Linked DNA regions of Xenopus laevis: region 2 is linked to region 1. The links are chromatin contacts, called in public Hi-C maps. All regions are on one chromosome and are shown on one strand. The core of a region is the stretch at or near the end of the contact, and the rest is flanking DNA. Distances in the headings are between cores, read along the strand shown. Region 1 holds the start of celsr1.L (cadherin EGF LAG seven-pass G-type receptor 1). Region 2 has its middle 26 kb from the start of trmu.L.

What was found. Hi-C and Micro-C count contacts between places; a contact is called where the count stands out from the background.
Region 2: a Hi-C map of the XL177 cell line shows a contact between it and region 1, with 3 times the contacts expected there. A contact is called at or near these places in 3 of 4 Hi-C or Micro-C datasets (the XL177 cell line, the XTC cell line and animal cap).

Annotation. Positions count from the first base shown.
Region 1 is chr3L:80,991,294-80,995,893 of Xenopus_laevis_v10.1, forward strand. celsr1.L (cadherin EGF LAG seven-pass G-type receptor 1) reads left to right here and starts at 2,469. Exons shown (of 35, transcript XM_041586446.1): 1 at 2,469-4,600. The coding sequence starts at 3,768.
Region 2 is chr3L:81,108,934-81,113,533 of Xenopus_laevis_v10.1, forward strand. No RefSeq gene overlaps it. Among protein-coding and RNA genes, the nearest start is that of trmu.L, 26 kb to the right of the region's middle.

The DNA of each region.
Region 1 (4,600 bases), core at 1,219-3,718:
AATCTGATGAATCGGTGGCCTAGCTGGCAAAAAAAAGCAAAACCAGACACATAATTCCACCACTCTTATGATAATTGGCACACAGACAGTATCTCACATAGCATCACATGCAAACTACTTGCACATTTGTGTCAGCACTGCCCCACAAAAGAATAGTTGTATGCATGCAGGTTGTATTCTGTCATCACATAATTACTTTCTTTTAAAATAATGGCTTGTATTTTTTTCCCTTTTCTCTGACATTGGACTCAAATTCCATATATTTATTCATTTTCAAAGTCCCCCTTTACTCTTCACTGTTATTATTATTATATTATTATTATTATTATTATTATTATTATTATTATTATTATTATTATTATTATTATTATACAAGCCACATACATCTTTAAGCATCAGTGTTTTGATGAGTGTTTCAAATAAAACATAAATGATTTTTCTTTGTCGTTTGGGCTGTGATTCTGATGCCGAGTCTATATCAAGGATATGTTCCAACCAGCAAGACAGGACTTCTCCTGTTTGTTACACAAATTGTGTAATGTATGTTAAAACTTGTGCAATTTCCTTAACTTTCTCAAACAATTATTTTAGTTACGTAAAGAGAGATATATGCATGTATTTTCCCTTAGGGTATTGGCAAGATGGGAGATTTGCCACCTGTGTTTTAATCTGTGCTACCGCAAGTGACAAATCTCCCAGAAATCTTTTCCACAAACCAATAGGAAACCATATGCTGAGCTTCATTTTCTCAAGTCACCCATGATAGCGCAGTATTATGGGTACTGTGCCAGTACCCTTAATAATAACATTGCTGTGCCATAAAATGTTTTTTTTAATGTAAACCCTGTTTGTTGGAAGAGCTAATGAGATTAATTGGTAAGCAAGCCATGACAAATGATCTGATAACTCTGGTTAGAATTTGTAGTTGGCACTAACTGTGAGAAAGATAGGATGAGTGAGGCTAGTTGTCTGGCAGCCGAGAGGAGCTGGCACTGTTTCTAACTAGGACAGTGAGCATCAGAGACAGAATTGTATGTCTGCAGGGAATATATTGGGTATTCTCATAGCCCTGCCTAAAACACATTTACCAAAAATGAGTACAGATGGTATATACTGTCAAGGTTTTTTTTCAAAAACTGCACAATTAAACAATCAATTGCAAAATAGGAGTTGGATGCAACTGCTACAAACTGTGCTGGAGATTACAATTAAATTAACAATTTTAATAAATAGATGCCCATTTACTAAACCTCGAATGTATCTGGTCAAGTTTTTAAAGGGGAAAACTCGATTTTTTTGTGGAAAAAAATGTCGAATTTTTAGAGATTTATTATACCCCAAAGCTGCTAAAAATCCGAATCCCAAAATACTCCATCTCAAACCTATCAAGGTCATGTAGAAGTCTATGGCAGATGTCCCTGAAGTTGCTTCTTGACATTGTGGTCTGCGCTGGGATTTTCATCCAAATAAGTAGAGTTTTTTTCGGCGACAATTCAACAAACATTCAGTTTTTAGAGTGTCAATCGTACATACGAATTGACGCTCAATTTTGTCTCAACGTTTTTTGTTGTGTGCGAAAATAGCGTTGACAGTAACTTGAATTAACAACTTGCGAAACTGTTTTGTGTATATTTTCTCTGCCACCAAAGTTGTAGTGTAATTCAAACACCATTTGCAATTCTTGACATATTTAAAAGGCTTATACACATTCATATACTTATTTACTCATTGCGCAAATAAAATTTGCAATTCTGTTTACATACACTTATTCAGCTTTATAAATGTAACCATGCATAGGGCAAATATATTCACTGTGCGATCTGCCCTGTACAAAGTTTATAAATGAGCCCCACTGAAACTTGTGTATTAAGATAAATAAAATACCCCCTGTTGCAAAATATAAGGATATTATAAGTCACCACAGAATTCCATGACCTACAGCCTCATGTTTTTATATGTAATATCGTTATATTTTTATTAGAGGGTGTACTTTATTCACAATATAATCTGGTTGAACAGCTCTATTTGCAAATAATGGGAACTATATTTTGGAGTTTCTGAGTTCAATGGGTTATGTTGTACAAGTGACATGCACCAATAATAACTGACGACATTACTAAACACCATTTATAAGATTATATTATAGAAGTTATTATAAAGATATTGTGCATTATAACCAGGATGGCTTTAAGGTAATTGTGGGCCCAGGACAAACCCTTTGGTGGGTGCCCAGAGCCCTAAGATTTTTTTTGTAGAGATTTTATTTTGCATTTTAATTTTAACAATGCAATGGGGGAACTGCCCCTGTGAAAGGTAGGAAAGAAAGGGAGAAAGAAGTAAGGAGAGAAGAGAAGGTAGCCCTAATAAATGTGTGACATAACTATCCTTAGGCAGGTGTAGATAAATATAAAGACAAGGGCAATAAATAACGAAACCAAGAACCTTGGGGAAATGTAAAATCAATAGATTAACAAAGAAAATAGAAATTTTGATGCAATGTTTATTTTTCAGTTGATTAAGATAAGGGGTCTGCCATTGTGGGATGTTTCAGTGAAAGAATTGTCCGGCAATAGTCTGATGGTGGTGATCCTATCCTGATGGGATATCAGAAATGCCAATCTATTAAAGGGCCCTGATATCATATAACATTATGGGGAATCACAGATGGATTACTTCTTCGCTTCGCATTGCAACTAGCAGTGTCATTGCCTCGTACAATCAGCAGGTGGCATCAGAGGACCTTCCAGGTACCATTACAATCCTTCCACCAAGCACATGGGTGTGTCTGACCATCCCTTCTCGGAGGCCGCTCTAGTGGCGTTTCCATGGTGACGGGTTGCACGCTTCTCTCCACGTTATGAACAATGCATTTAAATGGGGAGAACAAAACAGCCCTTCCCCTGAGTCCGGGGCAGGAGATCCATTCTACAAGTATTTCTCGAGACTTTTTCGAAGTTAGAATTTATAATTCATTAGATTTACAAAAATTGTTTTTTTCTTGAAATACTTGTATTGAAACAAACTCCTGTTGCTGTTGATTCGAAAATCGGAGTAATAAACTGTCAATAATTTGGTGCTACTGACTGCCACCCTCCTTGCACTTGCCACTAGCAGCCCCAGGGGGCACGCTCCTAGGAAATGAGGCGATGGCTTGGCATTGTGTCGGGGTGTAATACAGAGGGTTTAGGACTCACAAAGAGCTGCCGCTGTGCGCTAGTGATGCTGCCAGTGTGCGGGGTCAGACCAGCCGGAACACGCTGCGCGGCGGAGGGGGCGGGGGTGAGGAGGCTCAGAGCGATGCTCCAGGCGGAGGAACAGGTGGCAGCGCATCCAGTGAGGGGGAAGCCCACAAATCCATTCAGGAAAGACCTGTAGCGCAGCTTTAGGGTGGACGTGTGAGGGAAAGTTCCAGTGACCCCTAAAGAGTCCATACACGACGCGGTAGCTGCTGCTCCTCTGGAAGTTCTACCCCAGCCCGTGGAGTAGCCATCCCTTTGCGTTCCCGAGGTGCCACTGCCAGTGTTCGGGGACAGCAGACAGAGGGCTCCGCGCAAGGACAACGAGGAACCCGCCCCCGGCAGGGCGCACAGACAGGCAGCAGGTTTATGCTAATCAGGACCGAGGGGGAGGAGAAGGCGGAGGAGAGGGGAGCGGCGCTGGCCAAGGGGGTTGGAGCCATTTTGAAATCACTTTTAAACTTCCCGTGGGATAAGAAGTCAAGTTGGGGCGAGTGGCCCTGATGCCGCCCCTCAGGCCGCTGTGAGGAGATGTGGGCGCTGTGTGTGGGGATCACTGTGCTGGGGCTGCTTCAGCTCACGGGGGCTCTACCAGTTCACCTCTATCCCGGGGGAGCCAACCTGTCCTTGGGAGCGGACTGGACTTACCTCCTGGAGAACAACTCAACGGCCATTGCATTGAGCCACCTGGGGGAGCTGAGCTTGATACCCGGGGCGAACTGCTCGCATGTGTTCCCGCTTCCCGCATCCCTCCGTGTCACCTCCCGCAAGGACCGGACCGTCCTATCCATCCGCCTGCGAGTGTATGTGCCGGGCTGCCACACCGAGAGCCGGGGGGAGAGCGCGGGGCCCTACAAGAGTCTCCCCGATGTGGACATTGAGTACAGAGCGGAGTACATGGCCCCCCGGTGTCCCCCGGAACTGCTGCATAGGACTCAGGCACTTGTGGCCGCTCTACTGGGGGGGACCGGGTGTTCACTGTCTGATTCCTCCATTGTGCAGCGGACTGTGTGCGGGAACTTGGGGGCAGCTTTGCCCATGATGTGTAGGGGCTCCCCGGAGCAGGTGCTGGTGCGGGTGAGGAGGAAGCTTCGGGGCAGACACAGGAGAATAAAGAGGAGCACTAATAGCAGCCCCCAGTTCCAACTCCATAACTACCAGGCGTCGGTGCCGGAGAACGAGCCGGCGGGGACCCGAGTGACTTCCCTGCGGGCAGTGGATCCGGACACGGGGGAGGCGGGCCGGCTGGAGTACTTCATGGAGGCGCTCTTCGATAGCCGCTCCAACGATTACTTTGAGATCGATTCAGAGACGGGCACGGTGAGCACCAGCCAACCACTGGACCGGGAGACCAAGGACACCCA
Region 2 (4,600 bases), core at 763-3,262, 120 kb after region 1:
TTCTGCGTCCCACCTGCGTTTGGCACTTTACATGCGTCTGTGTGTCTCACCTGTTGTGGGGAAAATGGCCATTGTGAAGTGTGACCATTTAAAAACTAGATTTGTACCAGTGTAAAGGTGGCCATACGCAGGCTGATAAAAGCTTCCAACATTGTCTTATTGTCCCAATCGTACAGGTTTAAGAATCCCATTGTAGTGAGGACCAAATCAGCTCCCTGATGTAGTCCTCTCTCAAACCCAAAATGGCTTTATTAAAAACAGATCTGGAGTTAAAAATATTAGGGCTTTGATCCATATTTTATTTTTTGCCAAAAAGCATAAAATTCCCAGTTCTATTCTTAATATTGATGCTGAGAAGGCATTTGATAATATAACATGGAAACATCTATTTATGTGCCTTCAAAAATTTGGTATCACGGGCCCATTTTACCAATATATCGAATGCCTCTATAAAAGTCCCAAAACGCAAATATTCTTGGGGGGAGCTAAGTCATCACCCTTTGAAATATTTAAGGGTACGAGACAAGGCTGTCCTTTATCGCCCCTTTTATTTAATATTGCACTAGAACCATTAATTTGTTTCATTGATTTGTCTAAATTGATTAAGGGAATTTCCATCAATAATAAACAACTCAAGGTTTTAGCCTTAAAAAAAAAAAGAAAAAAAAAAAGAGATCTGATCGTTGGGCCCTAGGGCCCACAATCAAGTCAGCCCAATATCACGCACCTCAAGGTTGGCATGCAAGGAGAGATACGCTTGTTTGGTGACCTTGTCAAACAAGCAGATCTTTGCATGTATGGCCAGTGTAAACAAGATGTTTTTTACACCGGAGACTTAGCGAATTATGAACCAATGACATGATACCTGTGTTATACCAGATATTTAGGACATTAGATATTTAGGACATTAGGTCAAAACACTTTGGAACCTCACAAGACCTTTGACCCCACAGTCGCATTCTTAAAGACAAGAATCTGAATTATTTCCCACAAGAAGAGCAAACAGCAGTTTTGATAGGGAGCTGGTTTAGACATTAAGAGCCACATTTTATTTAGGGTTAGTCCACATGAGGAGATTCTGGGAGATTTAGTCGCCTGGCTACTAAATCGCCTCTTTTTCTGGGCGACAATCTCCCCAAACTGTCTTTGCGTGCCTTCCCATCCGCTATAATGAAAAGTTGCCTGTGCTTAAGCACACACGGCGCTTTGTTTTGCGAAGTCGCCCGAAGTTTCCTTGTGAGCCATTATAGCGAATGGGAAAACACACAAAGGCAGTTCGGGAAGATTGTCGCCCAGAAGAGGCGATTAGTTGCCAGGCAACAAAACCTCCCCAAATCTCCTTGTGTGAACGAACCCTAAAGGTCGAATTTCGAATTCATGTGAATTTGTTTTTTAAGAAAAAATTAGAATGTCTTATATTTGATTGATCCAAATGGCTCAACGGACCTCAGCCATTGACTTGTACATGAACTCAACAGGTTTTAGGTGGCAAATATTTGAAAATTAGGACTGTTTCCATGGTCGAGGTGTGATAAAATTTGAATGTGTGACAGTCAAAAATTTGAATTTACTATTCAACCCTTGATAAATCTGCCTAAATTTAGACTATTGCAGTAACAGACATGATGTAGTTATGCAGAGCTCCCATCTATGGCGGCTTAGTAACCTTTTATACTATAGCTAACGTATTTTCTGGGCTGGCTTTTTATTGACATATTCATGTTAATGAACTGAGGGTGGGGATAACAAATAGAATCATTTATGAGCTGTGCCTATAAGCTATACCATTTGCACTAACCTTATCAGTCACCGAAAGTGGAAATACTGGATTTTCTGGATTCAGGTAACACACCTTTTATAGCTTTCATGTCCATTTATTAAAGGATTAGACTTTGTTTTTCAACCTGTACCTGCATCCAGACAGCCACTGACCTAGGTCTGAGTCGTGCCCTTTTCTGGTTAATAACACATAGCTGAAATTGTATCGGGCAGATCATGTTCTCTCCTCTATTGACTCCGAGCCCGGAGTGGAGACAAAAAGGCCGTTACTGGGCTAGTATTTCATACTGCTCTACGTGTGTTACTCGGCTGCTCTGCTATTGTATAACTTCACAATACCAACAGAATCCCATGTACACCGCGGCTACGTGATCACGTCAGGGAAATTTTTTAAGGAAATGAATACAGAAGAATGTTGGATAATACAAGTTATAAATGCCTTCTTTGGGTCATATATTGTTCTTATGATAAATGTAGCGTCTGGTTGAGCAAAACCATATTGAACATTAACAATTCAGGGCATATTAATTATTGTAACTAGGCACCGACAGATTTAAAGACAATGCACCAGTCTAACTGTCCGCACATTACACTAAGTCACTTTCCCAGCCAGCTTGTCCCATTACAGACATTCAGCCTTTGCATCAAACGGTCATTTTGTAAAAGAAAAGTCTTGCCAACTGCCTGGGGCAAATACACTGCCCTGCTCTTTACATTGAACACAAAGCATTTCCTCAGTCAGGGAATAAGAGGGAGTTGGAGTTGATGCTGAGCCAATTCAGTGGCAGTGTTTTTTGGGAAATCATTTCTGCTGTGCAAAGGGGTTGTTCACTATTAAATGAACTTTAAGTATGATGTAGAGAGTGATATTCTGAGACAATTTGCAATTGGTTTGCACTTCGTATTATTTGTGGTTATTGAGTTATTTAACTTTTTATTCAGCAGCTCTCCAGTTTGCAATTTCAGCTATCTGGTTGCTAGGGTTCAGATTACCCACTCATTGCTTTGAATAAGAGACTGGTATATGAATAGGAGAGGAACTAAATAGAAAGATGTGTAATAAAAAGCAGCAATAAAAATACATTTGTAGCCTTACAGAGCATTTGGTTGTTAGATGGGGTCAGTGACCCCATTTGAAAGCTTGTAAAAGTCAGAAGGCAAAAAAAAAAACTATAAAAAGTAAATAATGAAGATCAATTGAAAAGTTGCTTAGAACTGGCCATTCTACAACATTTTAAAAGTAAACTTAAAGGTGAACCACCCCTTTAACACTGTGTCAACCAGTGACACCTTTGCTGATTTAGATATTTTAATAACAATAGGACCGAAAACTAGCCAGCTCCGAATTACTGAAAGACCGTCTCCCATAGACTCCATTTATACAAATAATCCAAATTTTTAAAAGGATTCCCTTTTTCTCTGTAATAATAAAACAGGACCTTGAATTTGATCCAAACTAAGATATAATTAATCATTATTGGAAGCAAAACCAGCCTATTGGGTTTATTTAATGTTTACATGATTTTCTAGTAGATTTAAGGTATGAAGATCTTTTATCTGGAAAACCCCAGGTCCTGGGCATTCTGGATAACAGGTCTCATACCTGTAATAGTAGATGTCTTCATTCTATGGAGTAGTCTATAGTGTGGCTGAACAGAATGACAACAATCTGTTCTTTACAGATACATCTGCTATACTTATAGTTTCACTTTTGAATTTCAATGCACAAAAGGATGGATTGTAGAAAGTAGAAAAGAATGAGCGTAACGTAATTGGACAGCATAAGTGATTGTGTTGCAGGCACCCAGTACACACAGTTAAAGGCATACTGTTATGTTCCTGTGTGATGAGGAACCGCTCCACTGCGATGACCTTAAGAATATTAGTATGGCATCTGAAACAACGATCGGCACACTACGCGAGAGTGAAATTCCGAAACTCTCCATTCATTTTAAATGGATTTTGTAAGGCATAGTGATCAAAGGATGAACTTTCACTTTCACCCATTGATAAATACTCTTTTAAAAATCCCATAGAAATGAATGGAGAGTGGCTTTGATAAATATAAATATACCTCATTGAGGATACCGATTGCACCAAAAATGGACAAGGTAAGTTCTATGACTTGCTCCAGTCTGACTGAGAATAATTGGAATTCACGGCACAGAATGCCAGGGATAAACTGAATACATTTATGATGTCAAATGGGAGAGACTGACTTGTATATGTGGGATACAGTGTCGGACTGGCCCACCAGGATACCAGGAAAACTCCCGGTGGGCCCAGGTGTCAGTGGGCCCTCCTACTTCTAAACATTTTGCCTATTTCATGGTTATTGCATATTTCTATTAGAATAAAGAGGCTAAATAGATGGAATGATAGGTTATAGTGTGTAAAGAAAAGAGAATAGGAGAATAGAGGTTGAGTGAGGAGAGAAGAAAATAATATTTAGTGTGGTCCCCTGGTCTAATGGTTTTTGGTGGGCCCCTGGTGTCCCAGTCTGACACTGGTGGGATACAATTGGCTGCACATGTTGCTAAGTGTGTGTGCTTCCGGTCTGTTTAAGGGTAGGACTACATTGATGTTTTAGGCACAATCTGACGCGCTGCGACAAAATGCCTGTGACAAGTCGCATGCGACAGAAAAAGGTAAGAGATAGAAATGTCGGATAAAGTCGCAGTGTTGATCTGACTCAACGCTGCGACTTCATCTGACATTTCTATCTCTTACCTTAATTCTTGTCGCAGCACGTCGGATAGTAGCGAAAACGTCCATGTAGTCCTACCCTTAAAGGATACACTTATAAAAAACGACGTGAGTT